Linked DNA regions of Sus scrofa: region 2 is linked to region 1. A link is a contact called in public Hi-C data. All regions are on one chromosome and are shown on one strand. Each heading gives the region's core, a stretch centred on a gene start, on an enhancer-like site or on the middle of the called end of the contact. The rest is flanking DNA. Distances are from core to core; before and after follow the strand shown. Region 1 holds the start of PRRX1 (paired mesoderm homeobox protein 1). Region 2 has its middle 27 kb from the start of GORAB.

Region 1 (5,631 bases), core at 1,519-4,018:
TTCCACAAGTTCCAAGTTTTAAGACAAATCAGTCAGCAACTAATGGCATGGAAAGCAATCAGCCTTATTTTAAAACTTTCAGCCAAGTTCTGACTCTTGCAACATTGAGGAGGAAATATCCAACCCCAGGTCACCTGGGATGAGCCAGGTGACAGGTCTGTTACAGACGCTGGGACTTATGGATACACCTGGAGTCGCATTTTTAAGGCAAGGCTAATAACGCAAAAAGGAGATTTGCTTGAGGGACCGCGATATCAATCAGAGAGGGTGCGGAAAGGAGACTGTGGAAGGACTTTTCTAGAAATCTTGGGAACAATAGAGAGAGGTCCTCCAATGTGACACCTTTCTAGGCATTGGAGCCCCACACTTCCCTGGCGCATCTCTGCTGTGAGGAATCATGCCTGGCAGGAGCTCGGGTTTCACCCCAAAGGGCTTTGCCTCTCCAGAGTCTTCCCGAGTCATTCAGGCCGTTTATTCCACCGGGGGTCTCAAGCCCTTATGTAGGTGGCAGCAACAGCCGCCGGGACAGACAGCAGCTCCGGCGGGTCCAGCGCCGCCCCTCCCGCACTCCCAGTTTTCCGGCCCGCGCGCTGTGCGCAACACGAGCCTCACGGTTGCAGCTCCCTTTAGGCGGTGCCCTTCGCCACTCTGTCCGTCTGCCCTCGAACCCGCTTATGCCATCCGGAAGAAGCCCTCCAGACCGGACTGAGCATCTTTAAGCCGCTGCCTTCCTAAACAGGACTGGCTCCCTGAGTTTGCACTGCTCTGGGACCCTTTTCCAGCCCAGCCCCATCGTCCCACAAGCTGGAAGATTTGGCAGCCTCGCTCCTCTGGGACTGAGGGGCAGCGTAGTCCGCTTCGGCGCGAGTCTGCGGCGGGCAGAGTCCCTGACCTCAAATGCAGAGCCTCGGAGCTTTCCTCCGGCGTTCTCCCTGGCTACCTCCTCCGCGGAGCCCTCCTTTTCTCATCTTTTTTCCTCCGTCTGTGACCGCCCTTCCTCTGGCTACTGCCACCAATCTCTCCTTGTTTCTGACTTTCTCCCCCTGGCCCAAGGCGGGCTCCAGCCGCTCAGCCCGGACCCCCGCCCTCGGTCGGGACACGCACGCCCCTCACTCACTGTCCTGTTGCGGGGTGTCGCTGCCGCTGGTGAGTCCCGGCGACTCCAGGAGGCTCCGGCCCGCTTCGCCCACGCTCTCGTCCGCCTGCGCCGCCACCATGTCCCCGGCTTCCTCCAGGTCTAGCAGGTGACTGACCGAGAAGTTCTTTTTCGCCTGCAGGGTGTCGAGGTTGCCCGGGCTGTCCAAGCGGCCGCCCAGCGCCGGTTGCCGCTCCAGAACGTGCCCGTAGCTGGAGGTCATGGTCTCCCCCTCCGATCCCACCCACCCCCCTCTTCCCGCTCGAATCAACACCAAACGCTGTGGGCGCGAGGGGGGAGAGGAGCCGAGTGGGGAAGTGGGGGAGGGAATGGAGAGAGAGAGAGGGAGAGAGAGAAAGGAGGGGAAGAACAAAAAAAGTGGAAAGAGGGCGGGGGACCCCCTTCTGTAGAGCAGAGCGTTGTGCACCGGCAGCCTCCGACAGCTTCGGTTGCTTTCCCGAGGCCAAGTCCGGCGCGGTCCAAAGAGATAATCCACACCAAAAAATAAAATTAAAAGTCACCCTATGTTCAAGTCAGGAGAAGAAGAAGAAAAAAAATCCCCTTCAGCTCTCCAAAAGCGTTCACACGCACACGCTAAAAATAATAATAAGGGGAAGAGAGGAAAGGGGAGGCCAGCAGGGCGGGGGAGTTAGGCAAACAGAAGAAGAGAGAAGAAGGGGTGGGAGAGAAGAATCAAAGTGTGTGTGTGTGTGTGTGTGTGTGTGTGTGTGTTTTAGGTTAAAAAAGTTATTCCCAGGCAAGAGTTCAAGCACCAACAGAAGAAGGCTTGTTCCAGCTTTAAAACATCTTCAAGAAAATGTGTTCCCCCTCTCTGCACTCCTGTGGATTCTCAGGAGTGACTAAAGTTTCAGGAGGAGAGGGTGATGTCTTGCAGATGTATTGGAGAGCAGGATTCTCACTTTACTTTTCCTAAGGAGGGGGGAAAAAAAGGCTCCAAGAGTCCGAAGGAGGGTGGTGGTGGTGGGTTTCCCTGTTCCCTTCTCTCTCTCCCCCTCTTCTTGCTGAGCTCCTTTTTCCTTCTCAGTTGGATCAAGAAGCTCTCTGGCACTTCAAAAGGCACAAACTGGCATGCAGAGGAGGCTTTGTAGGGAATACAAGAAAATTGGAGACCCCTGGGAGGGCAGATCTCGACTTAATAGGAGCCTGTAATTACGTGGCAAAGCCTTTGTGCGGTGCCTGACGTTTTACAGACCCCCTTTCTCCATCACAATCTCCTTCTTCCTCCTTTCCCTCAGACCAGAAAACAGTCTGATTAAGAAAACCCCCTTTGCCAACTTCTGAGCAAGAGAGAAAGAGAGAGGGAGAGAGAGAGAGAGGGAGGAGGGGAAGAAAAGGGAGGGAAGAGAAAGCAAGAGCCCCTTTGGATTTTTAAAGTAAAGGTCTAATTATCATTCCCCTGCAATAGTATCACGGGAGAAAGGACAAACTGAAACCCACAGTCACTTCAAACAGGCTGATTATTTTGCTTAGGCATTAACTCCTCCAGATTTGTTTAAGATCCTGTTGGAAAATTTCATTTGCATGTTTTGATAACAGCTGCGGGGAAACTTGTTGGAAAAAATCCACAACTATCTCAATCAAATTTTCCTCTCCCTCTGAGTTTTTTTCTTTTTAATGTTTCCTGCTGTTCTAACAATTTTGAGTGGTGGTGGGCTGGGTGGGTCTGCGAACGAGGGAGAGAGATATTAAAGCTACATTTGGTTCTGTAGAGACAGCCTATTAAATAATGTAGTAAAACGACAGGGTTGATCATAATGGAAGGCTCTCCCACGCTTCTTCCACGGACTAAAGAGATCTAGAAGTCGCTGCATTGATTCGAGTCTCTCTGCGCTGCTAGGAATCAACGGTACAGGGCAGTAGGAAATTTACATATTTATTTAGCTGGGAGAAAGGACTCTAGGAGTTTGTCATAATTGCTCCCCTTCCCCCCCACCCTGGCCAATTTCGTAACCTCTTCAGTACGGCCAAGGTCGCTTCCCCAGGCTACGACGACGCTAAGCCGAGAAGGTCGCGCTGCCCAGATGCGGAGGAAGCAGGGGCACTCCTAGAGCCAGCTGCGGGCAGACGTTCCCGTGGCGGCTCAGGGTCCGATTCGGGTGCCACGGGGGTGGGGACGGGGAAGAGGGGCGGACGAATCCCCATCTAACTCTAGAGATAGTGCTTTGTCGTCTGTCTGCTGAGCCCTAACTTGATAGAGGACAGAGAGGTGCTGAGCGATTTTTTCATGACCGGGTGGAATTTGGTAACAGCTTTAATAGTCTCATTAGAAATGAGTTACTATATGACGAGTAAGTAAAATATTCAGTGCTTATTTGTGGCGTTTTATGTTCTTTAAACACACACACACAGTCCCTCACTCCCTTGATTACTTTTTTTTTTTCTTTCTTCCTATAGTCTAGGGGCTCGGCTCGACTGAGAGAAAGAGTGTGTGTAAATGGTTTCTGGGCTCCAAACGGCCATAGTTAGCCCAGAACTTCCAGCCCTGATCTAGGAAAAGAACATTTGATGCCATCAAAGGGCTGCAGATTGAAACCAGATGTGCTAGCCTCGGTTCTTTCCATGCATTTAATTAAGGAGCCAGGACGGAGGAGACTTTTTCATCATTAGTCCACCCACTCCCCCCTCCTCTTTCAATCCCTTCACCCTCCCCGCGGCCCGCTCGCACCCCCTGACCGGGAGCCCAGAGGCCCCCACCCCCAGCCAGCCCCGCGAGGTGCGCCAAGCCCATCGCTCCTTCTACCCAGCGGTCGTGGCTCTAAGCAGTAAACATCTGTCCCGTCTAGGCCGTGGGGAGCTGCGCGGCCGGGCTAGCGGGATGCTGGTGGGAGACAGACGCGCGCCAGAGTGGGCTCGCACCCGAGTGGCAGCTTTGGAGGAGGGTGCCTTGCGAGGACATTTCCAACACCGTTTCTTCTGAGAGCCTAAGCCTACACGTGTCAGTGCCACCACCGGCTGTGAAAGACTGGGCTTAATTGCACAGAGGCTTTCACCAGCGTCCTGCAGCATGAGCTTGGGTGCAAGGGCTGAGGAGGCTTCTCTCCAGGTTCCTCGAGGCACTGCTAGGTTAGTGGAATTCCGCAGGGGAATCAGCCTCCTCGAATCTTCCCAGAAATGGAGCAGGCCTTAGCCTCTCACTCCTTCTCCACCCTCATTTACACAGTTGTACCTTAGGTTTCTTTTTGTCCTTGCCACTGACGAAACTGCTCTTAGTAACAATGGTTTGGATAAGGGACCAAGGGCTTCTGACTCCCCCAGGGACTTGCCTCTTCCCCTGAAGACTCATTAATCTCCGTCATTTGAGGAGAAGTCGCCTTTTGGAGGAAGTTGCCTTGTCCGGAGTGTGCCATTGGCCTGTTGGAGAGGTGGCCACAGGGAAAATACAGGCAGTTGGAAACCTGATCAAATGTCTCCATTTGTGTTCTGCAGTGTTTTCCAGAGGGATCAGGCTCTCCCTTAACATCAGCCCCTTGTCATATGCCCAATAATATCAACCAGCCCTACCAATACCAACTAAGATGCTAACGGTTTCAAGTATTGAATCATACATTTGCTTAACATTTGTTAACCAAATGCATACATATATATGTATGTGTGTGTATACTTTTGTGTGTATATATACTTTTATGCATAATATTTTCCCAAAATAGCTTCCAGAATGAGAACTCAAATACCAGCCAACTGTGTGGGGATGGTCCAGCTTCCACAGCACTCACTGCCACTGTGCTAGAGTCCTGAGGTTCAGAAGTTCCTCTCCACTCCAGAAATCAGGGTAGCATTTGAGGGCTGTGTGGGGGCAGGAGGGCAGACAGAGTGCCCTCCAAGCCCAGGAGAAGCTGGATCTAGGCAGACTCCTGGGGTGTCCAAAGCAAGGGAGAGGCCAGATTGGGACAGGCTCTGAAGGCAGGCAGCAGGGCCCCTCTTGCAGTCACCACACTCTTTTTGGAACCCTGTGCAAAAAGTGTCACAGGACTCTTCACCACTCAGAAGGTGGCTCCTTCCCAGAGCATCCCATAGGCCTCAACTGCAGGCACCAAGCCCCAGAATTCTCATCACAGGGAGCCAGGGCTGCAGGGCAGTCTGGGAGGATGCTCTGGGAGGGTCCCCAAGAAATCAAATCTTCAAGGCATAAACCTGCAGAATTGATTTATTTTTATTTTTATTTTTTTGGTTTAAGTCTTGTGGGTTTTTTTTCTTTTTTTTTCTTTTTCTACTAACAATTAGGAGTGAACTGGATGCACACCCTTATTGTATTTACACAGAACATTTGTAATTTGTTGTGATTCTGGATTGTAATTAAAAACCATCAGGATAACCCTACAGGGAGATTCATGACCAAGCAGAACGCACATTCACCAGGTAAATGATGAAAGACCTTGGTTCCTCCTGCCAGGTGGCCAGGTAGGAGAAGACTGACTGACATGGTAGGTTCAGAACTGGCACCAAAGCTCTACCTCAGGTATACAGAAGGGGGCCAG
Region 2 (5,631 bases), core at 1,231-3,730, 61 kb after region 1:
TCTTCTTTGGGCAGGCTTGGTGTTCATATAACTGGATACATGAGTATTTAGCCAATAAAACTGGTTGAAGTATGTGAGAAATTTATCTACTACATGAAGTCATTGTTTCATACTTGTCTGAAGCTCCCAGCGGACTCTGAACACCAGATTTTCGTTCCCCTCTGCTTTGCACATTGCTCTTTCCCATGAGGAGATTCTTTTGATATCAGCATGGGGTATATGGAATTCTTTGGGGGTGAAAGGTGTTCTTTCTATTATAGTAACTTTTTATTTAACCAGTTCATTTCCATGTAAAGGCTGCTATTGATGCAATAAAATTAGAAGGAGGATACCAGACTTGTTTTTTAATTTTCCTCTGATGGGGCAAAGTTGCTGAGCAAATTTGTTGAGCAGCTGGAATGGCTAAGGTCACACTAACTTTGAAAAAAGAAGGTCCTGACATCAACATACCCAGAGATCTGAATAATTCTGGGCTGCCTCCAATTCTGAAATCCATTTCTCCAGGCTGTTCATTTCTTCCTTTCTTTCTCCCACCCTGGTTTCTGACTTTTTCCCTTTTTCTAATGAACCCAGTACGATGTGGATGTTTTAATTCTGCCTGCTCTAATGCAAACAGTTCCTATGGTATAACCCTTAGGTCAATTCTATCAAGTATTATTTGCTCAGTCTGTTCAGGAAAAAAAAAAAAAAAAAATCGCTTTCTTCTGCCCAGATCTCATGTAATTGCATGAATTCTCTGATTTAGTTGGCTTGCAAATCTATCCCAAGGTGCATGACGGCAGAGATGGAAGGGAATTCATTATACATTCCCTGCTGAAATGGTGACCTGCAAATAATGATGGGGAAATCAACCTTGATCGCTGTGCTTTCCCTTTAGTCTAATTTCTTCTGAACTTTAGGCTGTAACTTGTTTTTCGGCTGGATAGCCCCAGGACATACTGGAGTCTCACCAAGGGGGTGCCTAGACCTGGATTTTCACACCATGAAGCTGGTAACAGTTTTGACTTCAATGCCTTGAAAAGTAGGTGATTTCAATTGCCCTGTTTCCTTTCAGAGGAAAATGCTTTCTTTGCACCTAAACAATCTTCCGGTGCTTTTGACTGACAAGCATATTGTTATGATTATGACTGGACTTCTTGACTCCTGCAGGGATAGCATTTAAAACTGCCTGAGACTGGCACAAATCAAAATATTCATCAACTTAAACTATGTCAGCTAAAATGGAAAAGCCAAAATTGTAGTGTTTTATATCATGTCAGAAGTCCATGAACACGGTGCAAAACCACTTAACTCTTTCCCTGCCTAAAGAAAATTGTGGCATGTGATAGAAGGTATCTAGATTTTTTTTTTCAAAATTACACCTATCATGCAAATGACTTTTATGTATCCCTCTTTAGTATCCATTGCTTTGGGGGAGCTTATTTGTTCAATTAACTCTTCTCCATTCCCACTCATTGATTCATTTGATCCTTTAATAGATACTTTTGAATGCCTTTACTGTGCAGGACACTGTGTGTGCCTTTGTGGGGAGAAGAAACTAAGTTCTTGCCCAGTTGCTTGTCCCATTAGAAGAGAAATGAATCCATAAATAGCTATGAAATGAAATAAGCAGTCTGGTAAGTACTACATGATAGGTAAAGATAAGCTGCCAAGATAGTTTCATAAAGGTGAAAACACAAGACATCTAAAGGGTTATCTGTTCAACCTCCTCTTTTTCAAGATTTTCTCTTTCCGTTCTTCCATTGTTGGTGGGCACTGGTCAGTCTTTTTGTGAAGGGATTCTGTCCTTCCCTGCAAGCACACTCTCAGCTATAGTTGTGTGATCATTAACCATGATGATTGATCAATTCCATTGGAAATCAAATATTAGGAGTTCCCTGGTGGCTCAGTGGGTTAAGGATCCAGCGTTGCCACACTGTGGTGTGGGTTTGATCCCTGGACTGGGAATTTCTGTATGCCATGGGCACAGCCATAAAATAAACAAATACATAAGAATTCAGATATTAGAGCAAAAAGATTTTAGTCTTAGCATGGTACCAGGAAGAGTTCAAATTGTGGCCCTGTCTACAGAGGGGCCAGAGAAAGCCATGGAGTAAATATACTCAATACAAAAAGAGAAAGCATGGTTCTGATGGAAATTCAGGTCTTTGGTGCCTTTGTGAGGCATAATTACATTTCTGTCTCAGTCTTCATCCCACTCTTTCTCCCAGCACCTGCATTTCATTTTCAGGGAGCGGGTGGGCAAGAATGAGTGGATTTCTATTACTTACATCCCAAAGACCCTCTCTACTGCAGAAGTCTTTGTAAGAAAGGAGAAAGACAGTTTGTCGTTCAACAAAGAATGAGAAAGAGAATAGGAATCTTAGCGTAGCAGTATAATGTTTTTATGCGTTAACAAATGTGTTTTTCCCCGTGATTTCCTGTTACCCTTGACCCTCCCCCACCAGGGCAGCTAGACCATGAGTCATTACTTGCCTCAAGGGAGGGTTGTCACAGCAGAACCAGAGAACAAAAGAGACAAATTCTTGGCTTTCAATTTTAAAAAGCTGAGCTTCAAGCTTCAGACAAAAAAGATTTGGAAGAATACTTGATCAACTTGAGCCAATTTTTTCCTGCCCACGTAAAATAAAAATTCCCCTGGCTGGGAGACAGGAGGCTATTCTGAAGAAGGCAAGAAGGTTAGATGCTGGTAAGTCCCTCAAAGGGACTCTTGCCCTCTCTTCTTGCCCCCTCCACAGGCTGAACCCTGGCTTGAGTGTGGGTTTTTCAGGCTCTGAAAACAGGGAAATCAGTACCTTATTTCCAGGTTGGAAGCCACAAAATGGCAAACTTCTGAAAAAATCCCTTCTACCCAGCATTGAGCTAGAGAAATCTAGTCTGGCACATCTAGAACAAAAGTGTATGGGTTGCCTCAGAGAGTTTTCCATGGTCCTAGTGTGGCAAATGTGGTGTGAGCCTAATATATTATTTTTTGGTCCTGAGAGAGGTATAGAAATGGCTAAGAGGGAGCCAGATATGGAAGAATCCCATAGACTGGTCCATGAGATGTTGAAGATGTAATCCACATTAACTGAAAACAAGGGACAAGTGGTACCATATACAACTTAGAGGATGCCAGCTGGACAGATAACAACCAAGAACCTGACCCTGAGACATGTAAAAGCAATTCTTGGAAAGTAGTTCAGTTTCCCTTTGGGTAGCAATCTGAGCTTGACCCACAATTCTCTACATTGAATACTTCCTCAAATGAAGGCTAAGTTTCAGGATGGTTTATGGTTTATTTGCACAGCCGTAAATAACTGATATATGTAACCTGAATGGCAGACTTGGTTTCTCTTCTTGAACAGCATGTTGCACTAGCAACAGGACTTAAGGGAAGAAGGTTAAGGTAATTTTCCTCATATGAGGATTATGACAGCACGGGCAAAAAGGCTTCAGGAACTTATTTCTCAGGTTGTGCAATAGAGCATGATGTCAGGTCCTCTTCATGCAGCAGCACCAGTCTCCCAATTCTCACACCTGCTCTCTGATGCTTGAAATTCCTTTAGCTGGGGGTTAAGATTTCCACTGCACTAATTAAAATACAAATTACTTTAAAATATTCCATTACATTAAAATGCAGACATCCTTGACAAAAATAACCTATTGACTTAAAGTTTCCCCAGAATGTAGGTAATTACTGTCTTGGTCTGTTTGAACTGCTGTAACAGAATATTTCAGGACATTCGGTCCTATCTAAAATGCCCATAAGGGTTTTTGCCCATGCCAAAAGGTCTTTGATACTTGGTCCTACGCAAAACCAATTGGCATAGACCATATGTGCTCATAGAAGTTTTGGACAGGACCAAATGTCTGCTAATGTAACAGAATAGTGTAGACTGGGTGATTTAGAAATAGCAAATTTATTTCTCAAATTCTGGAGGCTGGGAAGTCCAAGATTAAGGTGTTGGCTGAGTCAGGGTCTGGCAAAGATGACTAGATATCTTCTGTGTCCCCACATGGTGGAAGGGGTGAGGGAGTTTTCTGGGGTCTCTTATAAGGGCACAAATACTGTCATGAGGGCTCTAACTTCATGGCCTAACCATCTCCCAAAGGCTCCATCTCCCAATAAACCATCACATTGGGGGGTTAGGTTTTGACATGAACTTGGGAGGGACACAAGCATTCAGTATACAGCAACTGTCTTCAGATTTCTCAGGAACAGATTTTGAGAGAGCACTGCTCACAGAAATGGGACCTAGGCTGTACAAGATAAATGATTGTTTGCCCAGAATTTTGTCTAGGGTACAGCCTGGGATAAAATACACTGGTAAAATTAAGGTCCACAAAATAATCTTGTCCTTTGACTTTGTTTCAAAAGATTTTTAGCTATCTTCTGTGGTGATAAAGAATCATAGAAACATGGAGAGACATCTCGCAGTAAGGTATCTACCTATATGATACTTGGGCCATGGCTATTAGTAGTTTCTGAGGGAAATGCACTTGGGATAAATGAGCCAAGATACTAAATTATCTGTTATAATTCCAGCAGATAGTAGTTCCATATAGATGGCTATGGACTTTCAAGTCTGTTTGTGTCTTAACTGCTTGGTTTTTGCTTGGCTAAGAAAATGAGAAATGGACAATCCTGTAGGACATTAAAATGAGTGAAGGCTCTGGTATAAATACAGAGCTGGGTACAACTAACAGCCAGATGTACTGTACAAACGACAGTATTACCCAGCAACTGAAATAATAGCTCATGGAATGACCCTTCTAACTCCCATTATTCATTTCCTTCTCTTTCTCCTTCTCCCTCTAAGTGTGTGATACTATACACTGCAAGGTTCTTATTTCACTCCTCATATGAACCTTTGGCCTAGTGACTTCTCCCTTGAGAGATGCTATAATCACTGAGAAATGTGCTCCCTGTCACGTCTTATTGCTTAATTATGGCTCTATTTTAGGTGCTTAGAATCAATTTGGCTTGAAAAGACCTCTTACATATGCTCCTTGAACAGGCATCCATGTTATCTTTGAATTCATACCAGTCGGTTCCATTTCCATCTTGTTCTGGCTTGGGCAGTAATTATTGCCCATTGGTTCAGCAACGCCTTGAATTACTGTAATGAGCCATTATATTTATGTTCTTCTCCATGTAAGATACCATCAACCCTTTGTCAGAAAGACGTGAGTTTAAAGTTCATTTTTCCAATACTTAATTTTTTCTCTCACTGATAGATCCCAGTGGGCCCCCTATTTTAAATTACGACATGCAAAGACCTCCCCCTTTCCAATTCACTGTTCTGGTGACTACGCTTTTTTAACTCAAAATCCAAACATGTTGTTTTTTGTTTTTTTAGTTGTGTATGTGTTGCTCCTCAGAGCTAAAAGCAAACTGAGAAATGGTACATCCTAAATACATTCAGAGATTGCAGAACGCCTGGATAGAATATTTAAAATTAGGAATGGTCTAAAAATTTGAGATTTCTAGAGGATGCCTCCCTGATCATTTATTTTGCTTCCCATTAACAAGATATTATGTTCTGTTATCAGTGCTTGTTTTATGAATGGAATTTTCTCTCTCTTTTTTTTTTTTTTTTGCTTTTTTAGGGCCACACCCACGGCATATGGAGATACCCAGGCTAGGGG

Evidence for each region. A called contact is a pair of places that touch in the nucleus more often than the background predicts.
Region 2: a Hi-C map of embryonic fibroblasts shows a contact between it and region 1, with 2.6 times the contacts expected there. The contact joins the enhancer-like site here to the promoter of PRRX1 in region 1. A contact is called at or near these places in 7 of 47 Hi-C or Micro-C datasets (embryonic fibroblasts, epiblast stem cells, heart right ventricle and 2 more) and 1 of 2 datasets of contacts at active chromatin or transcription factors (skeletal muscle).

The regions. Positions count from the first base shown.
Region 1 is chr4:80,499,921-80,505,551 of Sscrofa11.1, forward strand. PRRX1 (paired mesoderm homeobox protein 1) reads right to left here and starts at 2,769. Exons shown (of 4, transcript XM_021090642.1): 1 at 1,118-2,769. The coding sequence starts at 1,358.
Region 2 is chr4:80,560,806-80,566,436 of Sscrofa11.1, forward strand. No RefSeq gene overlaps it. Among named protein-coding and RNA genes, the nearest start is that of GORAB, 27 kb to the right of the region's middle. Within about 2 kb of position 2,481, at least 10 of the 83 cell types and tissues checked have an H3K27ac peak or open chromatin away from gene starts, as enhancers often do. A contact at or near this core is called in embryonic fibroblasts, where this site is marked.